Linked DNA regions of Mus musculus: regions 1 and 2 are each linked to region 3. The links are chromatin contacts, called in public Hi-C maps. All regions are on one chromosome and are shown on one strand. Each heading gives the region's core, a stretch centred on a gene start, on an enhancer-like site or on the middle of the called end of the contact. The rest is flanking DNA. Distances are from core to core; before and after follow the strand shown. Region 1 overlaps Gm34922 (a long non-coding RNA gene). Region 2 overlaps Cyp2c23 (cytochrome P450, family 2, subfamily c, polypeptide 23). Region 3 overlaps Abcc2 (ATP-binding cassette, sub-family C (CFTR/MRP), member 2).

What was found. Hi-C and Micro-C count contacts between places; a contact is called where the count stands out from the background.
Region 1: a contact with region 3 is called in a Hi-C map of bone marrow-derived macrophages, with 4 times the contacts expected there. The contact joins two enhancer-like sites. A contact is called at or near these places in 5 of 39 promoter capture datasets (the C10 cell line, the HPC-7 cell line, embryonic stem cells and 2 more), 8 of 484 Hi-C or Micro-C datasets (B cells, bone marrow-derived macrophages, cumulus cells and 1 more), 1 of 115 datasets of contacts at active chromatin or transcription factors (pancreatic cancer cells) and 1 of 9 other capture datasets (embryonic stem cells).
Region 2: a contact with region 3 is called in a Hi-C map of bone marrow-derived macrophages, with 31 read pairs. The contact joins two enhancer-like sites. A contact is called at or near these places in 11 of 39 promoter capture datasets (the 3T3-L1 cell line, 3T3-L1-derived adipocytes, the C10 cell line and 8 more), 1 of 15 datasets of contacts at CTCF or cohesin (the NIH/3T3 cell line), 2 of 484 Hi-C or Micro-C datasets (bone marrow-derived macrophages and nephron progenitors), 1 of 115 datasets of contacts at active chromatin or transcription factors (bone marrow-derived macrophages) and 4 of 9 other capture datasets (adipose tissue, embryonic stem cells, liver and 1 more).

Annotation. Positions count from the first base shown.
Region 1 is chr19:43,628,990-43,633,625 of GRCm38.p6, forward strand. The region is part of intron 1 of Gm34922 (a long non-coding RNA gene); the gene reads left to right. Among named protein-coding and RNA genes, the nearest start is that of Gm4311, 11 kb to the right of the region's middle. Within about 2 kb of position 2,067, at least 50 of the 459 cell types and tissues checked have an H3K27ac peak or open chromatin away from gene starts, as enhancers often do. A contact at or near this core is called in bone marrow-derived macrophages, where this site is marked.
Region 2 is chr19:44,007,453-44,012,089 of GRCm38.p6, forward strand. The region is part of intron 7 of Cyp2c23 (cytochrome P450, family 2, subfamily c, polypeptide 23); the gene reads right to left. Among named protein-coding and RNA genes, the nearest start is that of Cyp2c23, 19 kb to the right of the region's middle. Within about 2 kb of position 1,644, at least 23 of the 459 cell types and tissues checked have an H3K27ac peak or open chromatin away from gene starts, as enhancers often do. A contact at or near this core is called in bone marrow-derived macrophages, where this site is marked.
Region 3 is chr19:43,831,111-43,835,602 of GRCm38.p6, forward strand. Abcc2 (ATP-binding cassette, sub-family C (CFTR/MRP), member 2) reads left to right here. Exons shown (of 32, transcript NM_013806.2): 29 at 935-1,093; 30 at 2,755-2,921. Among named protein-coding and RNA genes, the nearest start is that of Gm10768, 5.4 kb to the right of the region's middle. Within about 2 kb of position 1,486, at least 6 of the 459 cell types and tissues checked have an H3K27ac peak or open chromatin away from gene starts, as enhancers often do. A contact at or near this core is called in bone marrow-derived macrophages, where this site is marked.

The DNA.
Region 1 (4,636 bases), core at 817-3,316, 200 kb before region 3:
GGCTCTCACGTGTGTCCACACCCTGGGACACCTTTGGAATGTTGGTTCTCTGAATAACCCCCGTCATTCACACCCTACAGCCGCACTCAATCTGTCCCAGTCCCCGTGGCCCCTCACCCTTTGCTTGCTTTCAGATCTGGCAGAAACAAAGCCCCAAATACATGACCAACTGGCATACGATGAGTGATTAGCCCCCTGTCTGGAAAAGGCTGGGGTGAGGGCCTTTCTGTGCTAAGTGCAGTAACCCTAGCCCTCACCCAGTAGTAATTCTAGATGGTGGTAGCCGGGGCTGGGCATAGATGGGCAGTGTGAACAGCCAGCCTGAGGAGGGAGGTGCTCAGCCCACGTGGGAGGACCATCATCTCCTCCCAGGCAGTTGGAAGCATCAAATTAAGGCTAAGTGGAGGTAAATTAGATGTGCTGGGACAGCTGCCATGAGGATAAGTGGGTCTGGATACTAAGGGAAGGTTCTCCACAGGGGAGGGGAGGCAGGCCTTGCGGCCCTGTGGTCTCCCTGCTGTTCCTCACCTGAAGCAAGATAGCAAATTGTCTTGGGCAGAAGTTCCCCAGCTTGGCTGTGGGTGAGTAAATTGGACCCACCTGAACCTCACGCTCCTTGTGAATACAGTGAGATCTTAGTACCTACCTCGCAGGACCTTCAGTGAGCCAAGGGGTGACGGGATGACTGGCTCCCAGGAGGCTTTCTGTAATGTCCGTGGACTCTACGGGCTCCACACCTACCAAAAGCACATTCCTACCTCAGAAGTCCAAGGTGCTGGAGAAATTCGGTCAGCTACCGGATGTTTGTGGTTTTTACACTGTGACTAGTGAGTATGTGCACAGGCGAGGTCAGAACCTTAATGCAGGGCTGTTGGTAACTCAGAGGCCACCAGCTAACATCCAGTGACATAGCCATTGCTACTGGGAGGCTTCAGGCCATGATGTCTTCCGTTAGCATTGAAATAAGCATGGTAAGGTATTAGGTTGTTTTTCATTGGGGGGGAAATGTGACTCACTTATAAGTCAGTGAGAAACAGGTCCTCTCATGAAAATCCGTGGTGTGTTCACCGACCATGGTGGTTTGCATTTAGGCCCCTGTCTTGTGTGTCGGAAAGAAGGCTCCCCTGGGTCCTACCCTTTTTACCTTTTCAGAGGGTGATCACCACTCAGAGGTTCCACCGTGCTGAGGAAATGGAGGGAGCAAGGTTTCTTTAACATTGATGGCAAAGTAGTTTCTAATTTTAACGTTTAACTGGTTAAATATATTTAATTATATATAATTATTTATATTTAATTGTTATAGGTAACATTAAATTGCTTATATATTGTGGGAAATGTTGCATTTTAGGCTTGGAGGAATATATATAATCTTAGGTTTGTTAATTTGTTTATTTTGAAAGGAGAAACGTATTTTGATTCATAGTCTCAAACGCTCCCTCCGTAACTAGCTGTTTCCCTTGCTCTTTAGCCTATAGCAAGGGCAATATTATGGCAAAGGAACGCTTCTCCCTTCAGAGCAGTCAGGGATCAGAGAAAGAGGCAACCTTGAGTTAAGCAGCACTCTCTGAGGCGCAGGCAGCGTTTTCTAACAAGGCAAAGGAGGAAGGGCTGCGTGGATAGACAGACCCTCACCACCCTGCAGGATCAAAGGCTCCCAGAGAGAAACAGTGTAGACACAGAAAGGACAGACACTGCCTACACCCGAGCATCTCCAGTGCGGCCTCCAGACACCAATCAAGAGAGGGGTTAATGTAGGCTCCAGCAGACGCCAAATACTAACTACATGTGGCTTAGTGTTCCATACCTGCCCCACCTGACAGTGTTGGGCAGAACATGCTGAGGTATGGAAGCACTAAAAAAAGTTGATGTTCCCCCTGTGTTCCAGGAAGTACCACCAGCATGCAAATTTCCACAGAAAATCGAGAGAGAGAGAGAGAGAGAGAGAGAGAGAGAGAGAGAGAGAGAGAGAGAGAGAGAGAGCACTTCGAAGTCCTCTCCATTCCCACTCAAGATGAGTTAAAGCTGAGTCACTGCCCTTGGGTGGCGTCAGTGTTACAGAAAGTGACCACCAGGGGGCACACATTCACCACTAGAAAGCCTTGGGCACTGTTTCCCGTCCAGAAAACAAGCCAAGATGGAAGCCTCCTGCTGGCTGGGGAGGAACACAGGCTCTTCAGAAAGAAACACAAGGTTCTCCTTTGTATGCTTTACATCTAAAAGTTATTGTTGTTTCAAATATTGACGAAGGCTGCTGTGGGGAAGCAGGATTTGCCCATTTCTTTGATCTAACCCAGAGTGGCTGCCCATATCCCAAGCTGTATTCTCTGATTGCCTGTCTCAGTGTCCCAGATTCTCACTTGGTAAGCCTAAGGCCATTTAAGTCAACGGTTTCAGACTATACTCCTAAAATGTAGAGGAAGAAAGAACGAGAGAAAAAAAGACAGACAGACAGACTAAAGCTGCTTTCTGTGAGGAACTAATGCATGTTTTACCTTCTCAACCTCTGACTGACTGATGATGTTGGCCAAATCCCTGGCTGGCGTTTCAGATTTCCAGGGCTCCCTGCTCTTCACTTCCGGCTGCTGACATGGCTACAGTCCTGGTGTGGGCAGCAATCATGGTGAGGATCCTGTTAAAGCTGAAGATGGGGCTATCTCACACCAGTCAAGGGGTGTGTGTGGCAGATTAGGGAGGGTGAAAGCTGAGGCAGAGTGATTGCTGCAAGTTCAAGGCCAGTTTTGTCTAAATAAGTGAGACCAGGGGCTGGAGAGATCACATAGCAGTTAAGAGCACTGCTAACCAAGCAGGAGCATCTGAGTTCTAATCCCCAGGACCACAAATGAGTAGAGTCTGATCACATACAACATACATACATATATATATACACATATACACACATATATACATATACACACATATACACGCATATATACACATATTTCTTATACACAGACATGCACATATACATACACACATACACTATACACACATATACACACACACATATATATACATACATTCACATATACACACATACACATATACACACATATATACATATACACACATATTCACTTACACACAGACATGCACATATACACTATACACACCTACACACATACACACATATATATATATATACACATACATACACATATACACATAGATATACACATATACATACACTGATACACATGAATACATACACATTCATACACATACACACCACAAACACATACACAGACATACATATACATACATACCACATATACACACGCCACATACATATACACACATACATACACATTACAGACACCACATACACACACACACACACACACATACTAATTAATTAATTGGTTAAAAACAAACGTACCTCTTTAGTAAGTTAAACAAACAAATAATGAGGTCCTGTCTCAAAAGGAAGGTATGCAGAGACTGGGGTGCTCACGCTTAATACATTGTTGGTGGGACTGTAAAAAGATACAGCTACTAAGTTAACCAGTATGACGGATCCTTAAAAAGCTGAACTTAGAAATACCACGTGGCCCTGAAAATGTAGGTGTGCCATATTGCCAAAAGAGTCGAAAGCGGAGACTCAAGCAAATGTGTACACATATAACGTCATTACAACATCATTCAAAACAAGCAGGAGCAGGCCGATGCCCATCAAAGCATTAACAAGCCAAGCAAAGGGCAGTTATGTGCCCACGGTGGCAAATTACCCAGCCCTAAGGAGTAGAAACCCAAAACACATACTACAATGTACAGGAGCACCGAGAACACTTTGCTAAGTGATATAAAGCAGGCTGGGAGTGGCAAATCAGTTCCACTTTCCTGAGATACCTGGAATGGACATCGTCATTGCCAACGGCTGCAGACAGAGGACCCTGGGAAAGCACTGTTGCAAAGCCACAGTCTCAGTAACGTGACAGTGATGGCTGGTGACACAACATCAATGTGCCTAAAACCACTGAATTGTGCACTCGGAAATAATTTACGTGGTAACACTTTATATTACGTATGTTTTGCAAAAATGAGAAACAGAGTACTCCTGGGTCCTACAACACTGGCTCCACGGGTTCAGGAGAAAGCACAGGAATTCTCAATTTTTAGCCCTGTTATTTTTATTTTATCTCATGTGTATGGGTGTCTTGCCTGCATGTATGTCATAAAGAACAATTATATGATGGGCCAGGACGGGTTGGTACCCATGGGTAGAAGGGGAGGGGACAATGGGGAAGGAGTGGGAGGGTGGGACTGGGAGGAGAAGGGAGAGCTTCCATCAGGATACAAAGTGAAGAAAGGGAAGGAGGGAGAGAGAGAGAGAGAGAGAGAGAGAGAGAGAGAGAGGGAGAGGGAGGGAGGGAGGGAGGGAGGGAGAGGCAGGCATAATATACGGGTGTCCCTTCCCATTCAGAACAGCAGCAGCAATAAAACAAAAAGGTAGAGGGGCTGGAGTGTTGGCTTGATATGCAAACATGAAACTCACACCCACATGAAAACTGGGCGTGGCCAAGCATGCTTGTAACCCTAGCCCTGGGGATGGAGACTTTTATCCTCTGCCTCCTAGGGTTATAGGTAGGTGTGAGCCATCATGCCCAGATTTTAAACCAGGGCTGGGAATTGAACCCAA
Region 2 (4,637 bases), core at 394-2,893, 180 kb after region 3:
TTTGGCATGCTTACTTTTTTTGTTGTTTTTCCTCCTCTCTGGATTCTGATGTAAGTGGAAGAAAATGAGCCGCTGAGCCTCGGGTCTGTACAATGGAACCTCGTTCCCCTCACTTGTAAAATGGCGTAATAAAAAGATCCTCAACTGAGAAAATACAAGCCTGTATATAGGGCATTTTCTTGACTAAGGATTGATTGATGTGGGGGGCCCAGCCCTCTATGGAAGCTCCGCCCTCGGGCAGGTGGTCCTGGGGCGGGTAAGAAAGTCAACTGGATCAGCCAGAAGGAGCAAGCCAGTAGGCAACACTGCTTCATGGCTTCCGTTTCTGCCTTGAGTTCCTGCCTCAGCTTCCCTCAGTGGACTGTGACCTGGGATATGTAAGCTAAACTGTAAATAAACTCTTTCCTCCCAAATTGCTTTTGGTCACAGCGTTATCGAAGCAATATAAAGCAAGCTATCAGAGTGGGAACTGTATGCGAGCTAGCCACATGAACACACACAAGGACCAAAAATGTCATCCAAATTCAACATGTAAGGAATCGGGGATTTCCCACCATCCTTACAGGGGTGGCGTCCTGTGGCTTCACTGCCGTCTTATCCAGACACAGCGTGTGCCCTGCACTGAGCATGCTGTCAGACCACACAACTCCGGAGAACGTGGCCCGAAACAGCTCAGCTGAGATGCAAGACAACCGCATGCTCTGGTCTGCAATCTTCCTCCTGTACCCACAGGTTTTCTGTGCTCATAGAAACAATGGTTTAACTATAGACAGCAAAGACTTTCAGGCTTCCCCCTTCTGTCTTCCTTCAGCCTGCAAGTCTAAAGTTAATGTGTCTTTAAATTGTGTTAGAAAGGATGCTTGGGGCCTGGAGAGGTGGCTCAGCAGTTAAGAGCACTGACTGCTCTTCTGGAGGTCCTGAATTCAAATCCCAGCAACCACATGGTGGCTCACAACCATCTGTAATGGGATTGGATGCCCTCTTCTGGTGTGTCTGAAGACAGCTACGGTGTACTTACATATAATAAATAAATACATCTTTTTTAAAAAATCTAAAAAAAAAAAAGGCTGGTTTTAAAACTTGCTGTTTGAGTCACCAACTTGAGTGCCATTATGAAATTGTTTAAAGCAATTTTGGTAGGGTAGGGGTTTTTAATAACTTCTGAAATAGCAGTAAATCTCCTCCTGCTTTTTTGTGCTGAACATTTATGCAAAATGGTGCTCTCAGCATTGACAATTATAAAATCAAAATACTTAACCAGAAAATTTATCACCAGAAAATGTTTAACGTATATACCTATTTGGTAGGCCTAGATGCAAAGGTCCTGGTAGAGAAGGGCTGTGAGTGGGGAGTGATCAAGAAGCTGTAGCCCTGATGATGACATGCTAACGGCATGCTAACGGCGGCCACTGTTTATGCAGGAAGCCTCGCATCTGCCCGACCCCGTGCGGAGCTGTTTATAAACCTCGTTTAACTCTCATGCCAATGGAAGAGAGAGGATGCGTTTTTGGCTCACGTTATATAAACAGGGAGCTGAGGATCAGAAAGGAGAAACGCTTGCTTATGGCAAGCAGCACAGCTGGAACCAGGATCAAGCTCTGTCTGGTCTTGGAGCACCCAGCTTAGCCAAAAGCTTTTCTGCTTTTACTTCCGGTTTCTTTAAACGTTTGCGCAAGAATTGGAAATGACAGTGCGGTGCAAAACTGTACTGTGCAGAAGAAGGCTATAAAGCAAAAATGTTTCTCTCTTGTTCTCTTAAATTATTTTTGACATTTACTATAAAAATAACCTGTATTTGCCTGATGTAATTGTCATCTCGGAGACTTACCGCTGAATAAGCTCACCCTTTCTAGCTCTTTCTGAGCTCTGGCTGGCTGGTTCAATTCAGCTGTCCTGGCTCCAACTCCTCTCCAAACTGACTGATTCAATTAGGCTTCTCTCAGCTTCTCACTGAATTACTCCCTCTGCTGACCTGCACTGAACACAGGAACTCAAGTCCACTACATTCATTACACTGACTCTCCACAGACCCTACTCCCGCTCACTGACATTTGGACTGACCCCCCTTGATCCTCCCAGGGCTGACCTTAAATAGCCTTTCTTCTGACAGTTGGGCGTATCCTATCTCTGACCCATTCTGTCAAATCTTTCTCCGATTTGTCACTTTGTCTGCCCCTTAATTAGACTCATATTCGGGGACTGCAGGTGTGTTCTAAAGGCCTGTCTACATTCCAGCCAGATCACAGACCTAGGTCTTTGGATGCGATCAGAGCAGCCATGTTGCTGGATTAAAATACCTTTACATTTTATCTGTTTGTTTATCCTCCTGCAGCGGTGTGCACGTGGAGGTCAGAGGGCAGTTCTTTCATTCCACCACCTGGGTTCCAGGATTGAACTCAGGTCACTAATTGGCAGCAAGCACCTTTACCTACTCAGCCATCCCACTGGCTCCTCCCTCCTTCTTCACAGGCTTCTAGCTTGATATCATCACTGTTACCAGATCATAATTGTCCCCTGGAAGATACCTTATGAAATGAAAACAAGACATGCACAGCCTGGCCCACTGTTTCCACATAGAACCTGTGGTATTACGTAGCTTGCACACTAGTCTAGTTTATAGGAATAGCAGAATTTTAAATTCCCATGGTTAGTGAGCATCTTTTAAAACAGAACATTTCTAACCCTCAGATATAAACTACATTCTTTTAGTTTGTGCTTTGAGTCAGAGTCTCAAACTCATTATGTAACTGAGGCTGGCCTTCAACTCCTGATTCTCTTGTCTCCATCTGCCAAAAACTGGGGTTATAAGTGCATGCTTCAACATCTAGCTTTTAAGTATGTATATGTGTATATATATATATATATATATGCACATATGTATGTACATATATTTATCTATTATATATAATATAATTATTAATAATTAATTCCATATCAAAATTGGAATCTATTATTGGTTCCAGAAAATATATGTATTAATATAAATACATTTTATATATGTAATATAAACATGTTATTTTATTTGTAGATAAATTTTCCCAGCCTAATACAGAATAAGTCTTTTGATTTATTAAAAATTATAATATATAAGAAATTCTTATTTTGAGGAAAATCTGCACAAAATAAAACTTCTTAGCAGTGGGGATGCTCTTCTGGAGCTGTGAACGCCTGCAGCTGTGGCCACACAGCCTCCTGCAGAGGTTACCTTTGTTGCTGCTTCCAGCAAGAATGCCTGCCATCCCTCAGGCAGGACTCTGCCAGCTCCGCCACGGTCTGGACTACACAGTGAGTTCTAGGCCAGCCAAGACTACATGGTGAAACCCTGTCTTAAGAGTTCTCTTAAACATCCAGTCTATATAGTATGATAAGTTAAAACATGAATCCTTATAATTTTTATTTTCAGTCTATTCCATTCTGTGGGTTTATTTTACATATTCACTAACCATTCGTAATAACCATACATAAAAATAAATAAAATGTGTAATAAATTTTTAAAAAACCTGTGGATTTGTGTTTTACTTACTTATTATTTATTTATTGCTGAAACAGGTTTCTCTGTGTAGCCCTGGATGCCCTGGAACTCACTCTGTGGACCAGGCTGGCCTCAAACTCAGAGATCCACCTGCCTCTGCCTCCTAAGTGCTGGGACTAAAGGCGTGCACCACCACTGCCCAGCTCCTATAATTTATTTTAAATATTTTAAAAATTCCATATCAAAATTGGAATCTGTTAATTTGGTTCTAGAAAAATATGGTTATTAATATTAATTTATATATTAATATAAATACATCTTTTACCTATAATATAAACATGTAATTATATTTTCCTAGCCTAAGACAGAACGTCCTTTGATTTAAAAATTGTATAAGTTAGCGTTCTAAATTTGAAAATATCTTTAAAATCTTGCAAACTTTCTGCTTACTCCTGAGTACTTTTACCTTGTAATTTTTTTATTAATGAAAGTTTTCTTAGCTGGACTGGTGGTGAACACCTGTATTCTCAGCACACCAGGGATTAAGGTTAAAGAATTGAAAGATGGGGGTCAGTTGAGGCAGTGTAGTGAGGACTTGGTCTATTAAAAAGAAAGGAAAGGCCCAGTGACCCTCCTGCCTTTGCCCACCACAGTGCGGGGTTACCTGTGGCTTTATACTCCAGTGCTGGGATCTGAACTCAGGTCCTTGCACTTGCATACCACGTGCTCTCCCTCACCCACCGAGCCCTTGGTTTTTTTCTTATGATGTATATCCTGGTTTTAGACAACTGACTTCAAGGTCCAGTCCCATGTCAGCTGTGTAGACTCACACTTTAGCAGACTGGACAGGCAGGATGGTTTGAGTGTGGCAGTGTTTATGGCCACATTTGGAATCTTTTCTACACCTTAGGAGCAATGGAGCCCCTTAAATGTAAATGCTGAAGGCTTCCTGCAACCCTGGCATGCACAGATTGACTCTGAGGACAGCAATAGCCTAACTGAGTAACCCAACATTGGGATTAAAGGCAATATTTGGCTCAACATCAGAACCGCTGCACCTTCACAGTGAGGCCCTTTTTAAAACCCACCAAGAAAAACCAGGTGGGCTTCTTCTGGATTGAAGGCACTGCTCATTTAGTGCATGTGACATGAGGGGTCTGGGAAA
Region 3 (4,492 bases), core at 236-2,735:
AGGAAGCACACGGCAGATGTCCGTCCCTGAAAACGTACATACACGCGGCGTTACACAGACCACGCAGCTCACGCTTAGGGATGTACGTCTGTGTATTCATGTGAATATGTGCATTACATATATGCGTGTAGCAACAGTTAATGAGAAAAGAGACAATGGATTTGAGAGATAATAAAGAAGGGTGTGTGTGGGAGGCTTGGAGGGGAGAAAGGACGGGGAGAAATGTAATTATACTCTCAGAAGACAAGAGAGGTAATACAAAATAAATTATTACATTTTTATTTATTTTGTGGGTGTGCACATGCATGTGTGAAGGACACAGAACAACTTGTTCCACCGTGTGGGTTCCAAGGGTTGAACTCGGGTCATTTGGCTTAGCAGCGAATGCCATCACCTACGGAGCCATCCCAAAGTTCCTTTCTGTCTACTTAAAAAAAAAAAAAGATATTTATTTTATGTGTGTGAGTACCCTGTCACTGTCTTCAGACACACCAGAATGGGACATCAGATCCTATTACAGATGGTTGTGAACCACCATGTGGTTGCTGGGAATTGAACTCAGGACCTTTGGAAGAGCAATCAGTGCTCTTAACCACTGAGCCATCTCTCCAGCCCTCTGTCTACTTTTTAAATGAAATCTTTTTTAAAAAGGGAATAAGCTATGACTGTCAAGATTGGCGGTGACAACAATGGAGAAGAGGGTTTGTCTATTTCCAGCGGTCACGGTCTTCAGCACACAACTCAGGCGGAGTATGGGAGAGCCATTTTTTTTCTTGACATCTGGGCATTTTTTCCCTCTCACCAAAACTAAAAGCCATTTGATATATTTGGTATGGGGTTCTTTTTATCACGTGCGATTGTGAATACATAGGCTAAATTTTTTTTCCTCCGAGAATTGCATGTTGAAGTCGATGTAAATGAACTATATTCACAGGTCGGTGTGGTGGGCAGGACCGGAGCTGGAAAATCATCCCTCACAAACTGCCTCTTCAGAATCTTAGAGTCTGCAGGTGGCCAGATCATCATTGATGGGATTGATATTGCCTCCATTGGACTGCACGACCTTCGAGGGAGACTGACCATCATTCCCCAGGTTAGTTAACGAGGATTTACTTGGGCACACGCAGTGGGGAAACACTGACATGCATTCAATTACAAAAACAACTCTGGCAGTTGTATTGCTTAGTTTTCTTGTCATTGTACCTGTCAAGAAACAACTTACAGGAGGAAGGGTTAATTCGGCTCACTGAGAAGGGGCACAGTTCTTGGTGGTAAGGCATAGCAGTAGGCATGTGGGACGGCTGGTCCTACTGTGTCTGCACTCTCCAAGTGTCAAATATAGACACTCTCTCCCAAAAGTTGACTATCAAGATTCATCTTCATACCACGATTCCAGACGAATTCCCCGAGATTCTGTTTCTCGACTAAAAAGTTCTGTATTTTGCATGTGACCGGTGGCTGCTAGAAGCTACCAGTAGGTGGCAGCAACGCGCCAGCACTCGGATAGAGCAGATGATTAGTTGGCGTTTCTGTTAGCCCATCAGGGTTTGCTGAGACCTTTGTAATTAGCAGTAGCAATTTTGCCGCCGAAGCTTGAAGTCATTAAGCTTTATACTCCTCATTTGATGCGGCTAAAAGATAGAGGAGGGAATTTGCTGCGGGTTTTTGCCAGCAAGCGGAACATTCATCGTATCAGCAAGAAAGACCTCCCTTTGGCTTGCTCTATGGACCCCACCGAGTTAAGAATTGCCACAGAGACCTCTCCACTCACAGGAGGCGGAGAACCATCGCTCCCTCTGCACTGTGGCCTGGTGCCTGTGGAGGGTTTAATGTTGCTTAGTACAATGTGACATTAGATGCCCTCTCTGTCACTCTCCCCTCTATTCCACTGAGACAAGGTCTCTCGAGGAACCTGTAGCTCGCCGTTTTGGGATTTGCTGCTGCTGCTGCTGCTGTTGCTGTTGTTTTAAGATGTTTTATTTTATGTGCTATGAGTGTTTTGCCTGTGTGTATCTAAGAGCATTTGGACCTGGCTCTCACAGAAGCCTGGCATTAAGATCATGTGTTAAGGAGTGTTGTAAGCTGCCGTGTGGGTGCTAGGAACTGAATCTGGATCCTCTGCAAGAATACTAAGTAGCAAGTGCTTTTAACCACAAGCCCCTCAGGAGGATTTTTGTCTTTGGCCTTTTAAAGGTTTTGTTTTGACTAGCTCAGTGGTGGGTATCTCCGGACAGCCTCTAGTCTCTGCTTCTCTCTCCCTCTCAGCGTGAGCACATAGGCTCCACTTTCTGCGGGATGCTGGGTACTCAAACTCGGGCTTGTGCGTGAGAATATCTTGTCAGGCCCCGGGTTTTCTTAGTTTAGTGCATTGTTCTCTGTGGCCTCTTCAAAACATAAGAGTTTCTCAGATGACTACACAATCTCTTTCTATGTCTCTTGGTCTCCCTTGTCCTAAGCCAGGAGGCTTTGTTTCAGGAAATGATGGTCTTTTCATCTGGATGTCTACAAGTGGGTCCCAGAACGGAACGAAGCAGGTGCAAACCAAGGACCACCGCACCCCCACCCCCCACCCCGTTTAGTGTTCCGGTTGCAGGTACTCGGGGCCTTCAGAGGCTTCCAAAAGCTCAATCGTGAGCCAGCTTCCTGCCTAGAGTTCATGCCAGACCACTCCTACCCACGTTCTCCTGGCCACAAAGAATGACTGAGCCCTTTGCTGACATAAGCCCTGATGGCTTCCCATTCTCCAACTTGCAGGACCCCATTTTGTTCTCTGGGAATCTGAGGATGAATCTCGACCCTTTCAACAAATACTCGGATGAGGAGATCTGGAGGGCCCTGGAATTGGCTCATCTCAAATCCTTTGTGGCTGGCCTGCAACTTGGGTTGCTCCATGAAGTGACAGAGGGCGGTGACAACCTGAGGTAAGCTACTTCTTCCACGGGCTGTGTGGGGGTGTGAGGGAGTTGTTTCTTATGTTCTGGTCTTAGATACCATCTGGCATTGTGGGATTTATAACTGTGTAGATCAAATTCCTAATGTGTAAAAATGCGATAAAAGCAGATGTTAAGCCGGGTGTGGTGGTGCACGCCTTTAATCCCAGCACTTGGGAGGCAGAGGCAGGAGGATTTCTGAGTTCGAGGCCAGCCTGGTCTACAAAGTGAGTTCCAGGACAGCCAGAGCTATACAGAGACACCCTGTCTCGGAAAAAAAAAAAAAAAAAAGCAGATGTTAAAAATGCACAGGAACACATGTTGTTATGAAATGTGCCCTTTCTGTGACATTATATGACATGAACTTACAAGTGCCATTTTAGTGGAAAAATCACAGAAACCAGAGTCTCAAGGCTCAGCAGCAACAGCTGGATCCCTGGTCCAATCTGGTATATTTGTTATGAAACACAGACTGGATGGACATGGGGACATGAAGATCCCCTCGGGCTATAAAAGGCATCTCAGTTTGAGAACCTCCAATCTAAAGGGACACAGATAAGATTTACTGCCAGCAAAGCTCTTGGGCATTGCAGAAACACCTTAAATTGATAACAGTGACTCTCTGAGTTTATAGTTTTTACCTTAATATATATATATATCCTGACACTTGGCTTGTGGTCTTCACTGTGCATTTGTTGACGCAAGGTTCTGGCCTTCTCCCCATGAGAGTTTGGGGCTCTCCTTCACATACTGAAGCTGAGCCATTAGGCAAAGCCTGTGGCTCGTGGGCAGTTCTTGCTTTTGACCCAGGTACCTCCACAGTGGAAGGCCAGGCATAGACCACCAGCAGCTAAAGCATCAGTAGATCAAACAAATGGCCTGGAAGCTCTGGATAAACGTAGGAGCTTCATATGAACACGGAAGCTCAGCCCGTGTGCCTTCTAGTCTGAACCTACATCTTAGCAAGGTTCCCAGGTGGCTTGTGCGCTGTTACCTGAGAAGCCTGCTTAAAGCCCTGGTCCCCAACTAGACTGAGGGACTCAGCCAGAGAACTTAAGTTCCACTGTCCAGACTGTCCCTCAAAACCAACTGGACCCAGGACCACGGTGACTTCACCCAGGGGACACTTGCATGGCTTGGTGGCAAATGTCATCTGTCTTGCTTTCCTTTGCAACAGATACAGGGGGCAGCAAGGCTTAAATAGCTGTTTAGCCCTATATAAAAGACCACTCAAATATGCAGTCAGTAAATATGTATTAATACCTACTATGTGCCAGGCACTGGAGACACAGAGGCAAACCTCACAGACCCAACCCTGGATTTCCAAGCACATAAAACATATTGGGAGAGGCAGGCTTATGGGATAAATGGCCACACTGTTAATACTGCAGGGGCGACATGGGGGACATTATGTCAGGATGTGACAGTGACATTCCCTGTCTTGCCCGTGCAAAGAGATACTTCACTCTCTTACTAGGGCTTTTACTTTAGACCTGCGTTTCAGACTTGGTTTAGGGAATTAGAACTTGCATATATCAGAGGAGGAACAAATCAGATTAAAA